Linked DNA regions of Macaca mulatta: region 1 is linked to region 2. A link is a contact called in public Hi-C data. All regions are on one chromosome and are shown on one strand. Each heading gives the region's core, a stretch centred on a gene start, on an enhancer-like site or on the middle of the called end of the contact. The rest is flanking DNA. Distances are from core to core; before and after follow the strand shown.

Evidence for each region. A called contact is a pair of places that touch in the nucleus more often than the background predicts.
Region 1: a contact with region 2 is called in a Hi-C map of liver, with 2.8 times the contacts expected there. The contact joins the promoter of DHRS1 here to the promoter of IRF9 in region 2. A contact is called at or near these places in 2 of 14 Hi-C or Micro-C datasets (CD4 T cells and liver).

The regions. Positions count from the first base shown.
Region 1 is chr7:97,417,276-97,424,112 of T2T-MMU8v2.0, reverse strand. It overlaps DHRS1 (dehydrogenase/reductase 1), which reads left to right and starts at 5,120. Exons shown (of 8, transcript NM_001194609.2): 1 at 5,120-5,307. The coding sequence starts at 5,158. NOP9 (NOP9 nucleolar protein) reads right to left here and starts at 4,257. Exons shown (of 10, transcript NM_001266256.1): 1 at 3,941-4,257; 2 at 3,282-3,734; 3 at 2,398-2,508; 4 at 2,014-2,155; 5 at 1,700-1,892; 6 at 912-1,052; 7 at 251-376; 8 at 1-67. The coding sequence starts at 4,187.
Region 2 is chr7:97,274,248-97,280,980 of T2T-MMU8v2.0, reverse strand. IRF9 (interferon regulatory factor 9) reads right to left here and starts at 1,282. Exons shown (of 9, transcript NM_001260669.1): 1 at 1,160-1,282; 2 at 176-356. The coding sequence starts at 355. RNF31 (ring finger protein 31) reads right to left here. Exons shown (of 22, transcript XM_077940761.1): 16 at 5,064-5,178; 17 at 4,830-4,948; 18 at 4,457-4,570; 19 at 4,270-4,327; 20 at 2,540-2,636; 21 at 2,092-2,260; 22 at 1,843-1,982. The coding sequence ends at 1,929.

The DNA of each region.
Region 1 (6,837 bases), core at 3,871-6,370, 140 kb before region 2:
GATGCTGGAGCAGTAGAGACCCAAGGACTGTTACGTCCCCCAAGGCCCTGGCTGCGGCCATTTCCACCTGGGAGCGCAGAGATAGGAAATTAGGAGGCACCAACAAGCCAGGTGGATGAGCCCATCCCCAGAACACTGCCACCTCCACCTGGATGAAGTCACCACTCTCACCTCAGAAGTCAGAGGCTTGCTAAACCCTAGGAGGCCTGGCTCCCAATTAGTCACTGGCTTGGCCTCTCCTCTACCTCACCTGGTGCTCTGCAGGCACTGCCCCCTCCTCCTCCATCAGTCCATAGTACACCTCATACGCCATCAAAGTGGCAAAGAGAGGCACACAGGCCACTTGCCGGGATGAGGGCTCTGCACAGTGGAATGCCTAAAGGAGAAGACAAAGTATGATGAACCTGAGAACTTCTCCATCCCTAACCTCAACTTTAAGGGAACACCTTCAGGAAAGGAAAGAAGCCCCGACTCCACAAGAATGTGAGCTCCATGAGAGCAGGATATCATGCCTTGCTGTATCCCCAGTCTCTATCACATACAGGGATTAATAAACGTTTATCCCTTAAATAAACTTCTCTCTTAGTTCTGGGAGACAATTTTTGTTCCAGGACTGTGAAATAGCATTTGGCCTCAGCCGGGTGCAGTGAGTTGAGATTGCACCATTGCACTCCAGCCTGGGCAACAAGAGCGAAACTCTGTCTCAAAAAAAAAAAAAAAAGAAAAAAGAAAAAAAAAATTAGCTGGGAGTGGTGGCGGGCACCTACAGGTCTCATTTTCCCCCATTCCTGTGAACTCCTTGGGCACTAGACTTCCTGAGTCCAGAGGTACAACAACTTAAGATTAGATAAGTCCTAACATGTAGAAGTTGGACTGAGGGCATAAACAGATTGTGGGTAATATCCACTCACCTCCAACAAGAGCTGTAGGACCTTGGCTTGGCAGGCCCCAACTCTGCGACAGGCCCCCACCAGGGCAATGACTACCCCTGGGTGGCCCTGGGCCAATACAGCTTCCAGGACAGGGCTTAGCTCCTCAAACACAGGGGACAGCTGATGGGAAACATGGGATGTAACTTTGGCATTCTGGTAATGGTGGACCACATTATTCAGAGAAATTTTCCCAGTGAAAACAACTAAAAATGCTAGATGAAACATAAAAAGCATTGCCAGTATCAGGACTTTTGTTTGGGTAGATAAGGCCCAGGACAAGGGGGCAGTCTTAGAGGTGCCACCTCACAGGAAGGAACTTTAAGTGGCTCTTCCCTATGTGTAAGGGAGAACTAGAGGCAAGGGGGGACTAAAATTAAACCTGCCCCTCCACTCTAACACCCAATGCATGAAACCACAGGGAAGCCCACCTTAGTCCTAAGCAGCAAAGGAAAAGAGCAGCTATGGCAACAGATCTAGCACTCATGTGGGCTTAGAGCCAAGTACCAGAGTCTGGGTGGGCCATGGAACCTCAAGCTGTAAACCTGAATGAAGCCTGTCTCTTGCTGGTCCTCATACCTGAGAGAAGTCAAAACAAATCCTCACTGGAAGATGGGCAAATTTATCCTAAGCTCTGGAAAACCTCAAGGAATAGCTTTTCAAGGGCAATGGCCAGCACAATGTCAAAGATATATAGAGGCAGACAGACCATAAAATAAGGTCCAATGATCAAGAATTAGAAACAGAACCAGCTCAGGTTTCCAACTCACCAGCTCAGGGGTAGTGACTGCATCCAGTAAGCGCTGCAAAGGGAAGTTGGCAATGGGATGTGCAGCCAGGGTCTGCAGCTGCCCCTGCAAGTGCTCCTCAAAGAGGCTCTGGAGCCTTGGGGGCTCCAACACCAGCAGGACCTGCTCCAGGAGTCTGGAGCTCGTCTGATCTCGGAGAAATAGCAGTAGGGGACTGGGGACAAGAAGGGCATCAGGCAGTCTTAACTCTATTTCATGCAAAATACAGTTGCACTACATCACCTCATTCATTTCACACAGCCCCACCAACTTTGATCCTGAGGCCCTGACCATACCTGCCATCTACTGAGGAACTGCGAGTACTCAGGTAGCCAATCACAGCATTGCAGAGATAAGCGCAAAACTCGGGAAGTTTGTGGTGTAAAACCTGTAAAGCCACTTGAAGACAGAAGCTGGAGATCTTATCAGTGATAAACACTGTGAAGAGAGGGCAGAAATAAAGCAGCTTTCTCAAACTCCAGACAACCTGCATAACCTCAAACTTTAGGCAACAAGATACAGGGCACTATGGACACAAAGGGACTATACGAAGTGCTTTGAACATCAAACCAGACCAGGTTTGAAAAGAAGAGGAATAACCTGACCAGAGGGCCTTGCTTGGTGGTAAAATCACCTCCAGAAAAGTAGATGGGAGACCCTCCTCCTACTTCCCTCCTTACCTGCAATGTCCTTCAGAAAGGAGGAGGTCAGGTCCTGAAGGCGATTTAAAAAGGTTTCAGGGACTTCAAAATCAGCTGGCTTACATTCCCGAGCTGGGGCCTTCTGTGCTTCTGAAGGAAGATTAAGAACATGTGCAGTGGGGAGATCACAAACTGTCACCCAGGAGAGAAAAATTCCATAGATGGACAAGGATTCCACTTGGAGATGCAGAACAGATGTAGTACAACTGAATGTCTCTTCTGTATGACAGAACTGAGACTACATTTCTGTCTTAATTTTTCTAAGAAACTTCAACCAGCTTCCCCATGGTCCACAGAAGACAGTTCAACCTCCTCAGTCAGGTAGTCAAGGCATTCCAAAATTAAGCCTCATTTAAACTCGCTAACTTTATTTCCCAGAGTTTTTCAAAATGTGGATCACAGCTCAAGACTGTATCATGAAATCAAGTTACTGGTCTCAACTAGCATTTTTTTTTTTTAATGAAATAGAACAAAATAAAGTTTTGAAAAAGAAAAAAAATAAAATAATAACAGAGTGGGCTGCATGTAGTAAGGGTATTCTTTCCTGAACTTTTGCTTGAGTCCAGTATGTATGTTACTTTTGCTTGAGTCCATTTAAATGTTAAGTCATGCTTAAAAAGAAAAATTTCTCCTCCTGTGTCCATTCTAATAGCCGTCCCCAAAACACAACTGTACATCCCTACCTCTGGGCCTCTGCACACACTAATCTTTGGCTTGCTAAGCCCTGTTCAGATTAGGACAGGTCAAGCTAATATTTCCAGGTCAAGCTCCCCCATGAAGACTTAGTCTTCTGTTTACTGTCTCCTTCTGAACTTTCTAAATTCTTCTTCCCCCTAGGTCCACTTTCCTCTTGTAATACTTACCAGATGATTGGAAACCACGGGGCCTGGCTCTCTCAGACTCCAGAATAGTCCCTCCTAACACCTGAAGCAGAGTTCTGACCACGAAGCTGCCATGTGTGTCTCCACAGTAGAAAAGAAAATCATCACACACCTCAGCGGCTAGTCCCAGGACCAGCTCCTCCAGGGTCTCCGTGGGACCATCCTTCCCATCCTCCCCTTCCTGCTCCTCCTCCTCCTCTGCAGCACTCCCCAGCAATCGAGGGAGCTGTAGCAAAGCACTTTGCAATACATGGACCCCGCATCGGTGACAGGCCACAGTGCGCAAGTTGGAGCGCAGAGCAGCCCATACGCGACAAAGCGGTTTCAAGGGACTGAATCCCAACAGTTCCTGCAGCATCTCACTGCCAGTCCTGTTAGTGGACAAAGCTAGGGCCTGAGTCTCTACTTCCTTCATAATATTGTGCACCATCAGATCTGGAAAAGTGAAGAAAAACACACTTTGAAGAGACTTAGTAGACAATATGGTTATGTACCCTTACTTAACCAAGGGTCGTGGGTGGGAGGCCGAGGAAGAGGACATGGGAATGAAACTAAGTCCCCACGCCCTGCCGACCCCAGAAAGTTTCCTTGCCTGCCCTGGATTTGATGCTCTTGGTCTAAACCCCGAAGTTGCTGCCTACCTCGTTCTTCCCCAGTCTCGGGAGCCTCTTTCAATGCTGACAGCGCCCGGCGGAAATATCCCAGAGCTTCGGGGCTCAGGTGCGGGTGCGAATCTGGAGGCGGCTCCGAGCGCCTATCCGGAGGCGGCCAGGGTTGCCGCTTACTGCGGGGTAAGGGGCGCCCCGACCCCTTGGCCCCGCGTCCCCGTTTGCCACCAGCTGGGAACCGGCGCCCCACCTTGTGTGGAGAGCGCGGACCCAGCCCCATGTGTGTTTCGGAACCTCTCCGGCTGCAAAAGTTTCCTTAGCTGTGGACGAACCTTCAACGTCGCCAAGCGTGTGCCCGGCCCAAACCAAGTTCAGAAACGCGGGCGCGCTCCTGACGCAGCTATTACGTCATAGTTACGCGCGGCCCCAGCCGGGTGGGGTGGGTGTTTCCCCCAGATCGCTCCGCCCCATCCTCAGGTTCTAACTTTGGCCCAGGACTCCGCCCCTCGACCCCAGCACAAAATCGCCCCGGGTCCTACTGTAGAATCAGTCCTTGAACACTTCCTCCACGTCGCCAGCTCAATCTGGGTCAGAACCCAGACTTCCACCGCAGCCCCGCAATTTGCCCCAGTAGTAGTCACTTCGTTCCGCCCCTGCGGCCGGAATTAAAGTTCTCGAACTACACGTGTATGGCGAGCTAGTCGGCGCGAGGACCTCAGCGGCAGCGCAGCTGGCAGGTAAGCGGCACACGCGCCTCACATTTAGGGCTTAGGATCTCCAGGCTTCGCGCTCATCCGGCCCGGAAGCTGCGCCTCTGGCTCAGCCGGACTGGGTCAGGCCAGGGAGCGGAGCCCCAGATAGCCCAGGACTCTGCTTGGACGCGCCCCGAGGGGCTGCCGCGCCAGATTCCCCCATCCAGGCAGCCACACTCAGAGGGTCGTAGTAGTTGTCCACCTCTGGACAGCCCCACTCAGCCCCTTCTTCACTCTCTGGGCCTCCCAAAAGACAGTCAGCCTTGTCCTCAGGCCCACACCCAGTTGTCCGCCTCTGACACCCTTACCCTTAGGCCCGCACCCAGTTGTCCGCCTCTGACTCCTCTCCCCTCAAAGGATTCTTACCTTGGCTCCTCCTCTTAGCCCTAGTGAGGCTCCCCCCTCCCCCCGACCCCCGCCCCAACACACACACAGTCTCCAGGCTTCCCTCAGAGCAAGTCTTTGCTTCCACAGACCTTCCTCCTTTGCCTGTGAGTCATGGCAGCTCCCATGAAGGGCAAAGTGTGTGTGGTGACTGGTGCCTCCAGGGGTATTGGCCGTGGCATTGCCTTGCAGCTCTGCAAAGCAGGTGCCACAGTTTACATCACTGGCCGCCATCTAGACACCCTTCGCGTTGCTGCTCAGGAGGTGAGTGCTTCCTCTGGGACCACAGTTGCAGAAACCACCCAAGAGAGCCTTCCACTTAACCGCTCCCTTTCCTAATCTCTTACCTGAAACTATACTACTACTCAACAAGATGTGAATATTTATTCAAAGTGGAAATTTAAAACCCCGTAAATAATTTCAGGTAAGGTAGAATTTTGCCGCCCAGTGAGTTTTATGAAAAAACTTTGTTTGAGCCAGGCATGGTGGCATGTGCCTATAGTCCCAGCAGCTACTCTGGAGGCTGAGGCAGGAGGATCGCTTGAGCCTAGGAGTTGAGCCATGATCATGCCACTGCACTCCAGTCTAGACGACAGAGGGAGACACTGTCTTAAAAAAAAAAAAAAAAAAAAAAGAAAAAAGAAAAGAAAGAAAAAGAAAAGAACTTTGTGTTTGAGAGCAGAGATTTTGGAATTGTAACTAAAGGGTTGTGGACCTGTGTTTTCCTCTATTTTAGGCAAGACTTTATTGAACTGTACATTTTTTGCTTATTTACTAGACTTCAGTTAAATAAATATTTGAGTATCCATGATTTGCTAGGCATTGGGTAAAGCACGGAAGTTACCAAGACTAATGAGATCTAATTTCTCCTCTTCAAAGATTCAGTCCATGGTGGAGTACAGTGGCTCATGCCTGGCGTCCCAGCCCTTTGGGAGGCCAAGGCAGCAAGATCACTTACCTGCAATGTCCTTCAGAAAGGAGGAGGTCAGGTCTTGAAGGCGATTTAAAAAGGTTTCAGGGACTTCAAAATCAGCTGGCTTACATTCCCGAGCTGGGGCCTTCTGTGCTTCTGAAGGAAGATTAAGAACATGTGCAGCCTTTTGGAGACCAGTCTGGGCAACACAGCTAGACCCAGTCTCTACAAAAAATATTTTTTGAATAATTAGCTGGGCACAGTGGCCTGCACCTGTAGTACCACCTACTTGGGAGGCTGAGGCAGGAGGATCATTTGAGCCCAGGAGTTCGAGGTTGCAGTGAGCTATGATTGCACCACTGCACTCCAGCCTGGGTGACAGTGAGATCTTGTCTCTTAAAAAAAAATAAAAATTAAAAATGAAGATAGATTCCAACAGGAAATGAAGTACAGAAAGCAGTCATTTCAATGTAATGTGAATATGGTAAATTGTAAGAGGGAGATATGCACAGAATACTCTAGGGGTGTTGGGGAGCATCCAGATGACACAGGAGAGTGGCTAGGGAAAGTGGTTTGGGAAAGCATCCTGGAGGAGGTAGGTGGTTCTTGAACTGAGTTTCGAAAGGTAAGAGGTAAAGGAAGTTAGGAAAACCTTTCCAACAGAGGGAGCTCCATAAGCATAGGGACAGTGTGTGAAAGAGTAGATGTTGAGATAATGCAAGGGAAGAGTAGTGAGTGAGAGGCTGGAGAGGAAAGAGTCGGTCTTAGAAGACCCTAGAAGAGAACTCAGGCTTCATTCTCTAAGAGATGGAGATCCAGTTAGGAGATTTTGAACAGGGTTTGTGTTTTAGATGGTTCGTACTGGCTGGATTATGAAGAAT
Region 2 (6,733 bases), core at 33-2,532:
GAACAAGGCCTCCACATTTTCATTTTGTACTGGACTCTGCAAATGATGCAGCTAGTTTTCCTCTCCAATGTCTCCCTTGTCTGAAACCCAGGTAGACGCAAGTGCTCGAGGGTGAGTGTACCAGTGTATACACCATCCCTCACGCAGAGGAACAGTGGTTTCCAAGCCCTTTCACCTTGAAGAAGGCAGCATCCTGGTCCTCTCGGAAGTCCTGCTTGCCTGCATGCTTCCAGGGAATCCGGAACATGGTCTTAGCTGTATCATCCCAGCACACTCCGGGGAACTGCCCGCTCTCCACTTGCTCCACCACCCAGTTCCGGAGTTTTCGGGTACAGCGTGCCCTGCCTGATGCCATTCTGGGGGATAAGAGGAGCAGGAAGCGTCAGAACTGACACTTTGGGAGGGAACATCTCCTGAGACCCTGGCCATTGAGACTAGATTCTGGCAACAGGTCCCAGAGATTCCATCCATTTTCTTTTAGCTCTAGACACATTTCAACACTCTATGAGACAGAATTGTTTCCTTTCTGCCATCACTAGCAATGACAAAAAACAAAAACAAAACAAAAACCCAAACATTGTTTTTAGCATTCTAAGCTGTGATACCTGGAAGGAAACCTTGGGCATTGGTCTTAATTTTAGGACTTTTCAGAAATGTATTGTTTAGGAAGTAATTCCTTTGGTGATCATTCCTGGTGAGAGGCCCTGTCTAGATTCCCGAGCATCAGCAGAGGCAGGCTCTGCTGAGATGCATCAGGCCCTTCACCCACTGCCCCACAGCCTACACAACCTAGCCTCTGACCCCCACCCCTCTGCCATCCCCAGGAGTAGGTGGGGCAGGAAGCAGGGGTGGGGGTGGAGCTGCAGCACAAGTGGGCAGGGCCAGACGGCAAGGAAACAAATGGTCCACTGAGGCTGGGGCAATGAGCCTTCTTCCCTGAACAATCCAGCAGGAGGTCCTTCTGACCTTTGCCTACAAGAGTCTGAGGTGCTGGCCTTTGTCAGTCTCATTCTCAGGCTGAATCTCCCACTTCCTGACTTAGAGGTCTTCTGTCTATCCCGCAGTCTAGCAGAGGGACCCCTAGAACCCCCTACCCCCAATCTGGCTGGACTTTCTAGCCCTAGATCCCAGGATGACTCCCATTCTTGGCTGATCTTACCTGAGTTGCTGTCCAGGCTGTTGCAGGGCTCAGACGACCTCAGCTTAACTCCTGGCTGGGCGGCTGATCTCTCCACCCCTTTCTACAGTCCCCACCCTAAGTTTCAGTTCTCCTCCAGGGAGGGCCTTTTCCCAGAAATCACGTGGTCTCAGAGTTGCAGGGAACTGGTGGCCACCAGGGGGCAGCAGCATCTAAGCATCTCACTATCAGGATGCCACTGTCGCAGCAGGGGGTCCTGCTCTACCGGCTCAGCTCCATCCTGGCTCATTCCCCTTCCTCCCTCAGATACTCTTGCTTGTATCTGACCTTCTCTGGGTGACACTGCGGCTTCCCCAGGGAGGCCAGTTTCCTGGAGTCAGGCTTGGGACCTCTGGATTGCTGTGTACACCTGTGCATCTGTGTTCCCCTACAGTGCCCACCTGATACATACTGGGTGACTTCAAATACCAGTCGAATTCGATGAAAGGAAGAAAGGAGGCAGGGAGGGAGGGAGCCCAGGCCACGTGGCTGGATGGGGAGGGCCTCCCTTGACCATCCAGGGTGTCAACTCCTTCCTGGTCCTGAGTCCAGGGAGGGTCAGGCACTAGGTTGCAGGGGGCCCTTTTCAGCAAAGCTCTGTTCACCCCACTCTTTCCCTGGTACCCCTAGATGGTGGCACCAGGAAGAAGGACCACCAAGAAGCCTGGGTGGTAAGATGCCTCTTTATTGGTGCTGGAGCTGTTCCTGAGGGAGTAGGCCATGGGACCCTCATCGGGACCCTTACTCTCAGCTACTTCCTCCTGCGGGGGATACTCTGTCCCAAGGGTACCTCTTCTGTCAGCTTCTGCAGGAGAGAGAAGGTAATGATATTAGGAGCCTGGAGCTCAGACACAGCCTGCACCAGGTGACTTCTGTAGGGTGGGGTCAGAGGTGAGGCTGGGTGGAGGCTATACCTGTAACAAGCGGGCCTGGTAGGCAGGGGGATCCTCTCCAGCCAAAGGCTGGGGGCGTACGTGTAGGTAGCGCTCAGTGGCCGTCTCCAGTTCTTCCACCTCATACAGGGTGGCTGGGTCCAGAGAGTGGGCATTGATGAGGCTCACAAGATACTCTTTGTAGTGTGCCCTGGGGAGAAAAGGGAGCAGAATATTTGTTCTGTTGACTAATATTAACTGAGTGTGTCAACATAGCTGGGCTCTGAGACACTTAGACGAACAAGATTAACAACCCCTGCCTGTGCCCACACTGCATGCTACTATCTATCCATGCCCTTGCCCAGAAAGCCTCCTCCCTTCTACCCACTGCGAGACCTACTGCTCCCAGGGACCCACTTTACTGCCTGGGCATGCCCTCACCACTTCTACCCACCGCCCAACACCATGCCCATGTCCTGCTGACACTCACTGGCACAGGCCAGCATAGCCAGCTGGAGTTTCCTTGCCACAAGCTTCATCCCTGAGCCCATTGGGAACCTCCTTCTGCTCCATTACTCGGCAGCCACCTGAAGGTGAGGGAAGAAGGGAGCCTCTGTTGGGAGGCCAATAACCACAAAGCTCCAGAACTGGGATACTCACAAGGTAGGGAAGGCAGCCTCCAAGGAAGGGACTGAGCACAGCAACTCCCGCTTTCCCAGTGGTGCTGGTGGGTACTCAGAGGTGCCATCAGCGGCAGACCATCTGATACAGAGGCAGGAACTTGTCCCTACTTTTATCCAAGCTGGCTTTTGGTTCATAAACACATACCCTCTTGAGATAGCTTTTTTTTTTTTTTGGTTGTTATTTATCTCTTGACTAGTTAACTTACTTATTCTGTGAAGGTCTTACCTCTTTTTTTTTTTTAAATAGAGACAGGGTCTCATTATGTTGTTCATGCTGGTCTCAAACTCCTGGGCTCAAGTAATCCTCTTGCCTTAGCCTCCCAAAGTGCTGGGATTACGGGTGTGAGCCACCACTCCTGGCTACCTCTGTTTTTTTTTTTTTTTTTTTTTTTTTGAGATGGAGTTTCACCCTTGTTGCCCAGGCTGGACTGGAGTGCAATGGCGCAATCTTGGCTCACTGCAATCTCGGCCTCCTTCCGGGTTCAAGCGATTCTCCTGCCTCAGCCACCCGGGTAGCTGGGATTACAGGTGCTTGCCACCACACCTGGCTAATTTTTTTTGTATTTTTAGTACAGACAGGGTTTCACCTTGTTGGCCAGGCTGGTCTCGAACTCCTGACCTCAGGTGATCCACCTGCCTTGGCCTCCCAAAGTGCTGGGATTATAGGCATGAGCCACTGCGCTTGGCCACCTTTTTTTTTTTTTTTTGAGTCTCACTGTTGCCCAGGCTGGAGTGCAGTGGTGCGATCTTGGCTCATTGCAAGCTCCGCCTCCCAGGTTCATGCCATTCTCCTGCCTCAGCCTCCTGAGCAGCTGGGACTACAGGCACCTGCCACCACGCCCGGCTAATTTTTTCTATTTTTTAGTAGAGACGGGGTTTCACTGTGTTAGCCAGGATGGTCTCCATCTCCTGACTTCATGATCCGCCCGCCTTGGCTTCCCAAAGTGTTGGGATTACAGGCATGAGCCACCGCACCTGGCAGGCCACCTCTATTTTTTTTTTTTTTTAATTTAAAGCCTACAGCACCTGGTATTCCCAGCCAATCTCTCATCCAAGTACTAACTAGGCCCGAACCTGCTTAGCCTCCAAGATCAGAAAAGATTAGTCACATTCAGGGTGGTATGGACTGTAGACTTGCCTCTGTCTACACTGTAGGAAGTGAAAGAGGTTAGAACCACACGTAACACCTTTCTGTTACCCTCATGGAATCTAAAACAGTGCCCTGCAACTAGCAGGTCTCATTAAACACTCATTGAGTTAATTAATGAATTATGATCATTTGAGAATGGGAGAAGAAAATTAGTATTAGTGCCTTCTTGGGTACCAGGTTATTTAAAGATGTCTTACGTAAAGTGGCTTAGCTGCAAGGTAGATACTACCCCTATTTTACAGCGGAAGAAACAAGGCCTGGAGTCTCAATTAACTTGCCAAAGGGCGTGCAACAAGTGGCCCCAGACCCAAGCCTCCCCTTTACCCATCATACAGTGGGAGCCCAGCACACCATCTCTTCTTCTCAAAGGCTTGTCCTAACACTCACCTCCAGGGACTGCCCGGGCCCCAGCTGGAGGCTCTGTATTAAACATGACATTATTGTCCTGAGGAGGAGAGACAGATGGGTGTTACATTCCCCTTGATGCCAGTCCCTGTTGCATTTCCTAGCATGAAGTCTTTTCCATTCTTGCCCACCCTGGGCCCAGTCTTCTTCTCTCCTGACCACCTCTGACCTGTAGCAGCTTCTGAAGCCGGAGAGCAGTCCAGTCCCGTAGGTAGAAGAGACAGTCTCGAGGGTGGTGGCCGTGCAGAGACTTTTTCACCCTGCAGTTAGGGTCTGGACATTTCTGGCAGAAACCCAGATGGGAGAGAGGAAGTTGGAGACTGTTGGGGTCCTGGCCTCTCAGGAACCCCTGCGTGAGGGGTGTATGGGTGAGGGGAGATGGAGACATTGGAGGAGCAAGCAAAGGGTAAGGGGATAGAGAGTTGTGCTTTACATCCCATTGACCTCTTCTCTTCCCCGGGGCCACTCCTCAATGGCCTCTGCCTCTCAAACCCAACGGAGGCCCCCACCCTTCCATCCCTTCGCCAACTCTCTGGGCTCACATTCTTGGCATAAAAGGCATTGTAGCAGCCGCTGCAGAACTGGTGGCGGCACTGGGTACAGTGAAAGTGCATGCAGCCTCCTCGGGCCAGGGCATATGAGAACTTGCATTTGGGGCAGTCTGCAAAGGACAAGAGATCAGGGCTGGAGCTGCCGCTGCAGCTCAAGGCCCTCAAGAAGAGAGCTGCTGGCAATGACAGGCTTCTGAGCAAACAGGCCAAGTGGGGCAGCCTTACCAATGCCGTTTTCCTGAAGATACATTGCTAGGCCCTGGGCCTGGTATTCTGGGTCATTCATGCGTTTCCAGTTCTGGAAGTCCTCACAGCTCCGACCTCGGTGCTGCTCCTCCCACTGCCGGAGGGAAAGTAGGCTTCACGTGGGAGCTCTATCCCATCCCCTGGCCCTTCTTCCTAGCCCCTCCACTCACATCCAGTGGTCCCCAGCTTGGTTTATGTCACTGCCACCTACCATTTGCTCAGATCTAAAAATGAGAGGCCATGCTTGGTTCTTTCATTTTCTCCTACCGCCTCACACTCCTTTTGCCTTGTTTCCACCCCACAGACCATCTCAACATTATCCCCTTTTCCTTCATCCCTACTGCTACCACTTTACTCCAGGTCACTATCAGCCCTTGCCTCAATTGCTTGCCTTGGTTACTAGTCTGTTTCCCATTCCTGCACCCCTAGGATCAATTCTCCCCATAGCTGTCAAAAGGACTTCAAAATTTTAAGTCAGGTAGCTTCCACAGTATTGGTGGTGTTTTTGGTCCCGTGGTAGTCTCAGATGTTCACTTTGTTTCAGACATGATGCAGATGAAATTTTTTTTTTTTTTTTTTTGAGATGGAGTCTCGCTCTGTCACCCAGGCTGGAGTGCAATGGCGTGATCTCGGCTCACTGCAGCCTCCACCTCCTGGGTTCAAGTGATTCTCCTGCTCCAGCCTCCAGAGTAGCTGGGATTACAGGCACATGCCACCATACCCGGCTAATTTTCGTATTTTTAGTAGAGACGGGGTTTCACCATATTGGGCAGGCTGGTCTTGAACTCCCGACCTCAAGTGATCTACCCACCATGGCCTCCCAAAGTGATGGGATTACAGGCAGAAGCCACTGTGCCTAGCCAAATATTATACTTCTTAAAAGATAAATGTGGTTGGGCATAGTGGCTCATGCCTGTAATCCCAGTACTTTGGAAGGCTAAGGTGAGGGATCACTTGAGACCAGGAGTTGGAGGCTATAGTGAGCTGTGACTGCACCAGAGGACCCCAGCCTGGGTGAGAGTGAGTCCTTGTCTCTAAAAATAAATAAATAAATAAACGAAAGATAAATGAGATAGTATCACCCTTGCTTTTTCTCAGAATGAAGGCGGACGGATACCTGCCTCACTTGGCCTCCAGGGCTCTCCAGACCTGGCAGCTGGCTTCTCTCTGACCACCTGCCACTCCCACCTTGCTTTCCAGGCTCCAGCCACCCAACACTTTTTTCTGACTCTGGTCCTTCCCATGTGTTGTTCTTTCTCTCCCAAATGCTCTCTGCGTGGCTGGCTTCTTTTTAATGTTTAGGCCTGAGCTTAAACCATTTTAGAGAAGACTTGTCTGACCTCTCTACCCTAAGTAGGTCCACTCTGTTACCCTGATCTCAGATTCCTGTTTGTTTTCTTCATAGAACTTAAGCCTATGTATAATTAGTTCCTCTGGCTTACTTCCCTTCCTTCCTCCTCCCCTTTCCTTTCTCTCCCGATTTCCTCCCTCCCTCTGCTTTCTTCCCTTTCTCCTTGTGCCTAGTCTTTCTGACTAGTCTGTAAGCTCTTTTGACCTCAGAGCTCATATATATTTTGCTCTCCAGTATACAAACTCCCCTGAGTCTAACACAGTACCTGGCAGTAGCTCAGCAAGTATTTCTGAAAGGA